Linked DNA regions of Mus musculus: region 2 is linked to region 1. A link is a contact called in public promoter capture Hi-C data. All regions are on one chromosome and are shown on one strand. The core of a region is the stretch at or near the end of the contact, and the rest is flanking DNA. Distances in the headings are between cores, read along the strand shown.

The links. Promoter capture Hi-C pulls out the DNA fragments that hold promoters and counts their contacts.
Region 2: a promoter capture Hi-C map of hippocampal neurons shows a contact between it and region 1, with 1.7 times the contacts expected there. The contact joins two enhancer-like sites. A contact is called at or near these places in 7 of 39 promoter capture datasets (the C10 cell line, cranial neural crest, hippocampal neurons and 3 more).

What each region holds. Positions count from the first base shown.
Region 1 is chr11:75,030,624-75,035,937 of GRCm38.p6, reverse strand. The region is part of intron 10 of Smg6 (Smg-6 homolog, nonsense mediated mRNA decay factor (C. elegans)); the gene reads right to left. Among named protein-coding and RNA genes, the nearest start is that of Gm51907, 99 kb to the left of the region's middle. Within about 2 kb of position 2,822, at least 39 of the 459 cell types and tissues checked have an H3K27ac peak or open chromatin away from gene starts, as enhancers often do. A contact at or near this core is called in hippocampal neurons, where this site is marked.
Region 2 is chr11:75,399,272-75,404,788 of GRCm38.p6, reverse strand. It overlaps Smyd4 (SET and MYND domain containing 4), which reads right to left. Exons shown (of 11, transcript NM_001102611.1): 6 at 5,006-5,188; 7 at 4,344-4,507; 8 at 2,539-2,671; 9 at 1,564-1,680; 10 at 1,249-1,372; 11 at 1-23. Among named protein-coding and RNA genes, the nearest start is that of Serpinf1, 21 kb to the left of the region's middle. Within about 2 kb of position 2,403, at least 141 of the 459 cell types and tissues checked have an H3K27ac peak or open chromatin away from gene starts, as enhancers often do. A contact at or near this core is called in hippocampal neurons, where this site is marked.

The DNA.
Region 1 (5,314 bases), core at 1,573-4,072:
TATGAGCAGAGAGAGGAAGACCTGTAACTCATCCCAAGGAAAGGTGTAGTGTCTCCCTGCTCCCTAAGCCATAGGCAGCAGCACTGTTAATCCCATTCTATCTAAATGTGGGTTCCTGCAGGCCACTACTGTAGTGTGCCTTTACGAAGCAACAAAGTCCAAAGTGAAGGAATAAGGCCAGGAGAGAGGAAGCTGAGAGGATGAGTAGAGGCCACATTCTGGTAGCTTGAAACACTTGATAAAATTAACATCCACTGATCAATTGGACATTTTAGGCAGAAGTTACCTGCAAAGGCTACAGAGATGGAGGAAGAAGTCTTTGTTCCACAAACTGGGTATAAAGTTCATTCTCGTTAGCAACATAACTGGCAGAGGGTGAGGACTTTCTCCAAGCTCATCTTAAGTTTTATAATAAACAGCTACATTATTTCTCAGAGTTCAGGGTGGGAGCTAGTGCACAACAAGAATGAACTGCTTACAAGCAATGGTATCTGTGTCTTCTCAAGAGTATGGGTTGGAGCCGGGCGTGGTGGCGCATGCCCAGAGGCAGGCAGATTTCTGAGTTCAAGGCCAGCCTGGTCTACAGAGTGAGTTCCAGGACAGCCAGGGGAACACAGAGAAACCCTGTCTCGAAAAACCAAAACAGTATGGGTTGGGTACTGCTATCAGGTATGGAAGCTCTGTAAAAACAGGAGCCTCTGGTATAAAAATGGACATCAGTCTGAAGGCAGTTTTGCAGCTGCCTTGCATGGTTATTTTAACCTCTCTATCACCATGTTCTCTTAGGCAAAGGCTCCAGAGCACACTGCCTGCTTATATGGGTGCTCTAGGTGAAGAAAAGGTACAAATAAGGGGTGTTCTTCCCTAACTAAGCAGGTAGACATATCCCAAGCTATCTAAGAATGTGTGGGTCTTGGTCATCCCTAGACTGGCCTTGCTATCTGGCAACCATTAACAAAAGGCCTGTGTCCATGGCTTGGTCATAAGACAAGCACATACAGAGCATCTTTGATATGCTAAATTCAGTAGAGAACATAGCTACAAATAAATTGTGGGTTTTGTAACTAAAGGATCTTTTAGTAGGTTGACTAGAATTACCATTTACCCAAGTAACTATGATAACCATGGACCCAATACATTTCAAGTGAAAAAAAATGTATTGAGTGTGTAGTATATTCAGGATGTTCTTGGCCTCATACAGGCATTATGAGCTAGAAATGTCAAGATACCACTCCCTGAGAGTATTCATTTATGAAAGTAGGTAGGAAAACAACATCTAGACGGTCCAGAGCCCACTTACTTTAGGACTAGATTTAGGAATCTAGGTCTAGTCTAATGAACATCCATATCTATATATCTATATATCCATATATCCATATCTATATCTCTATCTGTCTGTCTGTCTGTCTGTCTGTATGTATGTATGTATGTATGTATATCTGAAGTTGTGCTGGCACTCAGACCAGCAAGTGATGTGGGTGGGGAGGAAAAGGCATTGTTTGCCTTGATATTTGCATGGTTCCTCTGGCTTTGTGTCAGGTAGCAGAGGCTGACATGAGCTGAAGAACTCATTAACATTGTGAAATAGCCTTTCCCCTTCTTTCCAAAAGCAGGCTTTCTTAAGGATTTAGGGGGATGGTTTTGGCTAGGGATGTCAGCCGGAAATATTTCTTACCAAGAAAGTCCGCTGAGGTCTAAAATTGGTTTTGGTCCCTCCTACAAGTGGGCAAGTGACCATACTTCCCAGTGTTCCTGTGGCCAAATACCTGCTCTCAGGCAGAAATGTTCTTCTTGCTCCTATGTAACAGGGAGACGTTCTCATTTTTTATTTTTTGAGAACATATTCATGGAAAACATAAACCAACTGTCGTCAAAGTTGTATGAAATCAGGAAATGGGGCGGCCGGGAGAAGGCTGCCATGTGGCCGGATGTTATGTATTTCTAATTAGTGCTATACATCTTTCAACAGCAAGTGTCCTTCTGCTGGAAACACAACACACTGCCCTTGTTATTGTAACTGTCAGAGAAGTGCTTAAACAGATAATCTCCAGGAAAAGTGATAAACACGTCCCCTCTCCCACCAGTGTGTGTGTGCAATGGTGCTGCCAAAGCAAAGCTGTGCCTGATGGCTCCAGGATGGCAAAGCATCCTCCTGCAGGAAATGGGAGTGAGGCAGAGAGGTGGGGAGGGAATAGGAGGGGAGCAGAAGAGAGGCAGGCCCACCTGCTTGGACCTGTAAGCCCAGCCAAGAGACAGTGACTCAGAATTACTGGTTTTGATCAACTCCTGGGATAAGGTACCAAGTCGTTGTATGGGAGAGATTTGGAGAAAACCCTAGTAGTTGGATGGGGTTTGGCTGGTGACAGACAAAAGCCTGCCAACAGTGAAACCAGCAGAATTCTTAGTACACATAGCCAGTTCCTGACAAGTGGATGGGAACAGTAATGAAAGACTGGCTCAGGGTGAGTGATATGTAAGTTCGCTACCCTGAAAGCAGTGGGAAGGATTCAGAGGACACTGGATCCACCACCCATTCTATCACAGACAAGCAACTAGTGCATTGGCTACATTACTAATAATAACTAAAGAAAAATTCAGTCAACCACTTCTTCACTGATTCCCCACCCCCATCTACTCTCAGAGAAAATGAATAGCTAGCCACCTCCAAGCCAGCACCACCTGGAGGTAATTTGTTGGCTCTTTTGTATCTTTCAAACATCAGGCTGTTTCTCTCATGCGTCAGTCACCAGTTAGATGCAGGGCTGGCATAGTTCCTGTGCAGCCCACCCAAAGCTCCCTGTCTACAGGAAGTGGGCAGAGAGAGTGTCTTTCTGCTGTTGCTTGAGCCACAGAGTTCTCTGTGACAGTGGCTAGCTAAGGAGGAGGTAGAAGGAAGCAGTAAGATCTCAGATCAAAAGCAAAGATGTTCTTGCCCTTGGGCATTTGATTCCCTTAAGCGTGGAATCAATGAGTCAGAAGAATGGAACACTGATAGACCCAAGCTACATACAATGACAATGGTGGAAGAGTTCGATTAACACAGTCTAAGACAAGCTGTGACACATCCCATAAACAGGGTATAGTCAAGAGGTCAGACAGAGGGACGGAGAAAGTTTCCTTATGATGAACCTTAATTGAAACACCTGATGCTTCAGTTGAGTCTTACAAGACTGTAAAACTGTCACAGGCAATGTCTTCTTCTTCATCTTCTTTTTTTGTAAAAGTTCTTTTCAAAGTAGTAGATGTGTAGGAAAAGAGCATTTAAAATTCCTACCAAAATAACCTCTCCCATTATTTGAAAAAAATACTTATCTAGGTGTGCAATTGGAGGAAACAGAAATTTCAATAGGATTCTGCCCACAGGAAGGTGATAATCTAAGGAAGAAGACAACTCATAGGGGAGCAGGGAAATAGACACCTTTTGTCTCTGAAAAGAATGAAAATATTTTCATCTACTATCTATCAAAGATTTTAAATGAAAGAGACCATTTCTAGGTTGAGCTGTAAGATATGAACACTGAAAGAAATGGATGGCACAGGAGGGACTGTGTACATTACCCCGGGGATGCATGCTGGAATGCTCAAAACACTCAATGAAGTCTGCCTATAGCATAACAAGAGCCAAAAACTACAGAGCCTACAATGCTGAAAGAAACTTGACCTCAACAGACAGAAAGAGAGCACTCACTTAAGCTTCATGAATGAAGCTATGTTGGACATTTTGTGAAGACTGATCTAGTTAAGAGTTGATGGTATAATCGCTCAGTAGAGGACTACTTGCCAAGCGTGAGGCCCTGGATTCAATTGCAGACACGTTCATACTCACACCATTAACCTAGTAACACCACAATAGGTTAGGGCAGCTAGAAAAGGGTAATGGAGTAGGGGCAGTTAGAAAAGCTAACCGAGCACAAATGCGTCTGAATGAAGAGGAAGTACATAACTATGTGGACAGAGCATAGGCGAACATGGTCATAATGCCAGCATTTGGGAGTTACAAACAATAGGATCAGTAACTTCAGGTTACATTTCAGCTACATGAGCCAACCCAGGCTCCAAGGCTCCAAGACACACTGTCTCTAAAAACACCAATAAAGAAACTTTGTATAAAGACCATTTCATAACCCTTATAACAGCAAATAAGTGACATGCAAGTGTGAGAAGTCCGCTAGGAGGAGGGTGGGAGAAAGTGAAAACAAATGACATGGGGAGGGCAAGAAAGAGGTAACAACTGGGAAAGGGGACCGTCTTCTAGTTCCAGAAGTCTGGAAAACTCAAGAAAGATAACCTCCATCAAAGGAGATGCAGGAAAGGGGCAGAGACCCAGGATTGCAGAACACCTGGAGACAGGGAAGTAGTGTGTCTCAAGAAGTCCCCAGCCACCACCTCCCTGCCAAACACACATACTTGGCTTTGGGCCAAATCCTGTCTTCCCAGAACAAAGACACTTCAGGGGGTCAGAAATACTTGGGGAAGAGTTGCTGGAGTAGGCCTGGGAAGTCTGAACTGGCTATCCCTGTGGAAGCTATTAGATATTCAGCACTTCATTTGTTTCCAATTCTTGGAGGAGTACAGCTCTAGGCTGTAGGGTGAGAGGTTCCTCTCTGACGTAATCAGGAAGCAGCTGCAAAATTAAGGAATCCCTCATGACATCATAAAAAGGGTCGATGGTTTACTGGGGAAAGTATAAAAATTAATTACATATCCCCACATGACTCTTTTCTCCTAAGTCTCTGTATAGCCCCCTTTACCCTCACACATTCTCTATCAACAACACCCAGAAGCTGCTCAATGCACATAATACAAAGGGCAGAAAAATGTGGAAGACAATGTACTCTGATGCACACTAACAGACAATACCTTACCCTAGTATTTTATGTATGTGGCATGTTTTACCAATGAGATTATAAGCTCCTTGAGGACAAAGTAACATTAAATTATTACACCCTTGATAATCAGAACCATGAGGAAGCTCAAGAACTGTACTGCTCATCTCAAGTAGATACATGCCTGTCTCACCTGTGGGCTTAACTATGCACAGTACGAGTCTACCACAGCTACATGTGATGTGTATGCACAACACATGAGGTCTGTATCAGAGCATCTAAGACATAGTGAGGTAAAAGTTAGGTGCACAACATTTAAATATGTTATCTCAAAACATTACTGAGTATTTTATGGGAGGCATCACTCCTATACTGACATCTAAAGAAATGGGCAAAAAAAAAAAAAAAAGTTTCACAGAAGAGCAAATCAAAAGGGAAGAGGAGTGATGGCTGGTGCCAGCTCAAAGTAAAGATAGTTTTTCTATTCC
Region 2 (5,517 bases), core at 1,154-3,653, 370 kb before region 1:
TCAGAGCTTCAGGCACTGCCAACCTGAAGCCAGAAAGGGAAGCTTGTCAGTTCCCTTCCTTAGTCTCAACGAAAGTGGACTCCTTTCTGTGCAGAGAACACAAAGTCGGGTCCACTGCATCCCCCAGGGTCTTACAGGGGGCACAAAGGGTCTGAGTTCCTCTGCCCTCAGGGTCTTACCATCTGAAAGTATAGATAAGAGACATTCACGGGCATACTGCAAAGCAGATTTGAGAAAACTGTGTATGTTTGTGATAGACTCTGGGATCCTGACAAAATTGGGCAAATTCAAAACCTTAACCAGCATTTATAAAAGCTTATCCAGAGCTGCTCACTGTGGAATGCTCGTGTCTAACCCGACTGATGCCCTCTCTCTGATATTGCCCTCGTCTATCAGGTCCTTCGCTCTCTCTGACCAAACATACTGTTTCCATGTCCGAGTATCAGGTCTATGTTTCAAACCCTTTTTCTTACCAATGTATACCATGAGATTTGATCAAGGCTGGAGGTATGGCAGCCACAAAAAATACTAAATTGGGGCTAGACTTCCCTTCAAGTGACCTCAGTGGCACACTGGGTGAGGGACCAGCTCATTAGGGTTACTCTTCCTTGTATTCTATTTTTTGTGCAGAGCTAGGGACAGAACCAGGGCCTTGTGCATGCCACCAAGGGTGCTTCCAACTGAGTGGTTCCCTCAGCTTCCTTTTTTAATCTCCAAAGCAGGGATTCTCAGCCTTCACATAGCTAACTTGGGTCTCTCCACTGTGGAGGCGGTCCTGTGCACTGTAGGTTTAGCCTTTACTAGATGCTGGCAGCCATAACAATCAAAACTGTCTCTAAACACTGCCAAATGCCATTTGCAATCCCTTCTAGTTGAAAACCACTGCTTTAAAAGGAATAAGAGGCAAACCAGGGAAAGGGCCGAGCCCTGGAGTTGAGAGAGCAGGGACTGAGGCAGCCAAGGGAGGTGTGATTAAGCAGACAGGAATGCTAGAGGCGGGTGAGGCTGCCTCCAAATCCTCCCTGGGAAGCTCCATGCAGACCTAATGGCTTTCTCCACATCCTCAGGAAGGAATTCAAAGCTTAAAGTCTATCAGTGAAGCAGAGGGCAAATATCTGTCCTAAAGAGGAAATAAAAGAGTTTCAACATGCTTTAAAGCACTGTAGCAAAAAGCCATACACAGAAGCACCTAGGAAAACACAGAGCACTGTGTGCCCTGGCCAAACACTAGGAAAAAGAAAGGCCTACCCATTGAATAGGACTTGGGCCAGTTTGAAGAGCTCATGGCCAATTTCAACACTGGATGGCCCATGGCGAGTTTCAACCACCTGGAGACTCTTCTGTACATGGGCAGCAGACTTTAGCCAGTTCCCTGTGAGAAGAGAAATGTCTCATTCCGGAAAAGAAACACCATTAGCCTAAGGCTCTGGGGGCAAGGAATGCAGAATGGGAGGGAGAAGAGCGTCAATTCAGATGGCAAGAGAGAACCAAACAGACAAGGCAAGGGCCGCACTGAACACACGGCAGGGAAGGAGAACTCCGGCTATACCTAAGGTAGCATACCTAAGGTAGCATGGGCCTGGGCCAGGCCATCTTCAATTTCCCCCAGTACGGTGTGCTCTGCTGACAAGAAGCTCTCAGCAGCCTCCCGGCACCGCAACAACTGCTGAATGGCTTGCTCTATGGATTCAAAGGAAAAATGCCTCACAACAGATACAGATCTAGTCCTGGACACGAGAGACCACGTTGCAAGGTCTCTATCGGTTAGGTCAAAGTGAAAATGCCTCTTTATCTCACGGAGTCAACAGCCGGGCATTCCAGGGAAGCTGTTGGTTGCTTATGTTTTCTCTTTCAGTAAAAGAGGTGTTAGATGAGGCTTCCTCACATTTACCCTGGGCTTCTAACATCCATTTTCCAACCAACATTTAACAACCAACTCTACATTCCTCCTGTAATCATTAGTTTTCTTGACTCTAGGCTAAAGGTCAACTTCAGAATCTAGGCTAGAATAGTCAAAACAGATTCCTACCATGTCAGGGTCTAACATCGAGTTCTGCAAATCCCTTTCTGAAAAGAGAGGAGTCCTTTCTTTCTCTCAGCTCTCAGCTCAGGCTAGCTACCGAGCTCTACTCCTGAGTCACACCACGAGCCCAGGCAGCACTCAGGACTTGCTGCTGCTGCTGAGGGCAGAGCAACCTTCTCGGAGCTTAGGTCCTTAAGCTGGGAATCAGATGATGGCATTGGACCTCTGGAGCCACACAAAGCCCATGGAAGTCAGACAGCCTTTCTGGTGCTCGAGCTGCTAGAACTATCTGGCGCAGCAGACACAGCTTAAACCATCAGGAAGACTTTCAAGGGCACCAGAGTAACAGCTGGTCACAGTCTGGTCTCACTGGCCTACATAGCCATCTTGTGGCTGGTGCTGGGATAATTAAATTCAAGTCCTCAGTCATTTATTGAGGACTGCTCAGTAAGGCAAGGTGATACCAAAATAAACAAGGGAAGGGCTGAGGCCTAGGGCGAGGGAGCCAATCTCACCTGGTTTACCGGTTCGGAGAAGCTTCTGGGCCATGCAGACCTGTTGCTGAAGGTCCTGCAGGCGAGAGACTAGCTGGTCCCTGCTGACAGAGTTTGTGCAAGATTCGTTGCTACAGCTCAGCACATCATTTCCCTGTGGAAGTCAGTTCTATTTTTATTCCTAAGCGAGAACAGTTATCAATACTGCATATTGCATGTACTTGAGCTAAGGAGTCACTGACCTGATGAGGAAGAGACTTCTTCAATAACACACGCAAACAAGGCCTGAGTGAATTCTGATAGCAATTCTAATGAAAGAAGCAGCTAATCCCACTCTGAGGTTTAATTTTTGAACAGAATTGATAAGCGTTTGTAATCCTTTTCACCTTAGCAGCCCCTCTCATCTCCTTTTGGGACCAGGACTTTAGATGATAAACACACGTATAATGGCTATTTTAAAACGCCATAGGAAAACCAATATAGAAAGCTGGATGGGTGGTGGTAGTGTACAGCAGCACTCTGGAGGCAGAGGCAGGCAGATCTCAGTGAATTTGAGGGTAGCCTGGTCTACAGAGTGAGTTCCAGGACAGCCAGGGCTACACAGAGAAACCCTGTCTCAAAAACAGACAAATAAACAAACACAGAACTCTGGATGTGGTGACACATTGCAGTAAAGTGGCACTTGGAAACTAAAGGCAGTAGGATGGCAATTCTGAGGCCAGTCAGCTTTAGAATAAATTCTAGATCAACCCTGCAGGAAGAGAGGAAGAAGCAGAAGAGAGATATGGCTCAAAGGATAATCATCTTACTAGGAATCTATCAGGGAAAGCCAGGTATAGGCCTGTAAATATCACTGCATTTGAGAAGCTGGGACACGAGGATCTCAAGTTTGAGGCCAGCCTGGGCTCTGAAGTGAACTCTAGGTTATCTGGGGATACAGAGTAGAAGGAAGACTGTCTCAAGAGTGAGCAGGATCGAGGGAGCACTAATGCACAGGGCGCTTAGGCCCAGCATGGTGGCACACCTGGGAGAGGTAGCAGAGGGCAGGAGCCAAGGCTACACAGAGAGACGCTGCCTAAAACACAAAACAAAACAAAACATGCTGGGGAAGGCTTCATTCTTGACCCTTGGCTTTACAATTTTCAACACAGCCAATTCCATTTACTTATTTCTAATGAGAATGCCATGCTCTGGTGTGGAGACCATTTTGCATTGGGGCATGAATGTTGAAGACTCCAGTGTCTACACCATTACCTGGCAGTAGCACCCAAGGGTCTGCTCTCATGCTCTCCACTGTGGCTCTTCCCTCTGGGTCAAAGGCTGAGGGAAAACTATGTGGGTCGGATTTTCCCACAGTTACTACAGAGTGTGTCTGATGAGGCCAGCACAGAGAGATGGAATTGAACAGACAGAAAATCCACAATCTGGGTCCCCAGATTAAACCATCTCTGAAATAGCTCCTTGGAATGGTGATCTCTTAGATGGGGTGTCACTTGAGACTGGCCTCCGACTTGAGATCCTTCTTCCTCAGCCTCCTGAGTGCTAGGGTTACCAGTACCCAAGTGCTAGGCCTGATGCACAACTTTTGATGACTTATTTGAGCAAGTAAATTTCTAGGGCTTTTTTTTTTTTTTTTTTTTTGGTCCCTTTGTGTAATTTAAGATTTTGTGTCACTTATAGGGAAAATATTAGGAAATACAACCTGTGTTTTCTGCAGGACCGGGCGACATGTAGGGAGGAGTTACAAGAAGGGAAGCAGGAATGGTTCTCCTGGCGACTGACAACCTTTAGCTGGAGCCCTGCCCCTGGGAACAGCAGAGATTTACCTGCATGAGCGCTCTGCAAGTCTTACAACAGAAGGCTTCCCATCTGGGAGCTGCAGCTGCTCTCAGTGTCTCAGCGTGACAGGCCCCACAGCGGCAGTCAAAGAAGTACTGAGAACTCAGCCTCTGCTGCCTCTCAGCAACGCCCATCCGGCTCTCGTGAGGCCCTGGAGAGAGATTACCCACAGTTCCTAGTCACACCAAGAGAGTCAATGCCTACTCTACCGAGGGGCTGGCCTAGTCATCACGTGACTGGCATGGTGGTGCTGGGTTGGGGTCCTGGCTCAGTGATAGACACTAGCCTAGCCTATATGAGGTTGGGTACTCTGCCCTATCATCTCAGAAAAAACAACAAAACACGGGTGAAAGTGGATACGTTTCCAAGCTGCTGGGGCAGGAAGAAAGAAGCCAAGAAAGTGCTCCTCGCTCATTTTCAGGATAGGCTGTCTACAAGGCATGGAGGGATATGGCTCACTGCCCTCAACGGGCTTTTTTATTACAGCCAGAAGACCTTTTTTATTGGCCCAAGGATGCATTGCCCTTTCCAGGAAAGACTCAGAGGATGAGTAGAGGCACTGGGCCCATATCTGCTGATTCCTGTCCCCTTATCCTTTTCATGTGAGGTGTGAGGCACAGCAGGGTAGTGGAAAGAAAGGCTGGCTCACCATAGCAGTGCAGAATCTCCTGTCCTTTTGCGATCCTCTGTGCTGCCCGGACGGTGGCGACAGTGCCAGTGAAGGACACACTGGTGTTGGGCCTGCAGGAGTGGTTCAGGAGGCTGACAACAGGGAAGATGCCTGTGGCAAGGCGTATCTGCCTGCTGTTGGTAATGATGCTCTCGTTAGACCCTGGAAGTGCAAGAACAGAAGGAAATGTGCGTCAGGACATTTGTCCCGTCCTTGTCATCTATTCCCCAGAAGATGAACTGAGCAGCTGGGCCTGAAGCCCATCTGAGTCATGGCTCTGCAGCCGGATCCGACAGAAATCAGATGGAACATGACTCATCGCAAACTCTGGTCCCCAGGAAGCAAAGTGAATGAGCACACACCGAAGCCTAACCATTATGTCTGTGTGCCACTCAAAACCCCAAGACTAGAATTTATAAAAAAAATAATCAAAAAGGGATTACCAGTGGGGTGCTTTCTAGACAGTTTCATAATACTTGTAGGACGCAGAA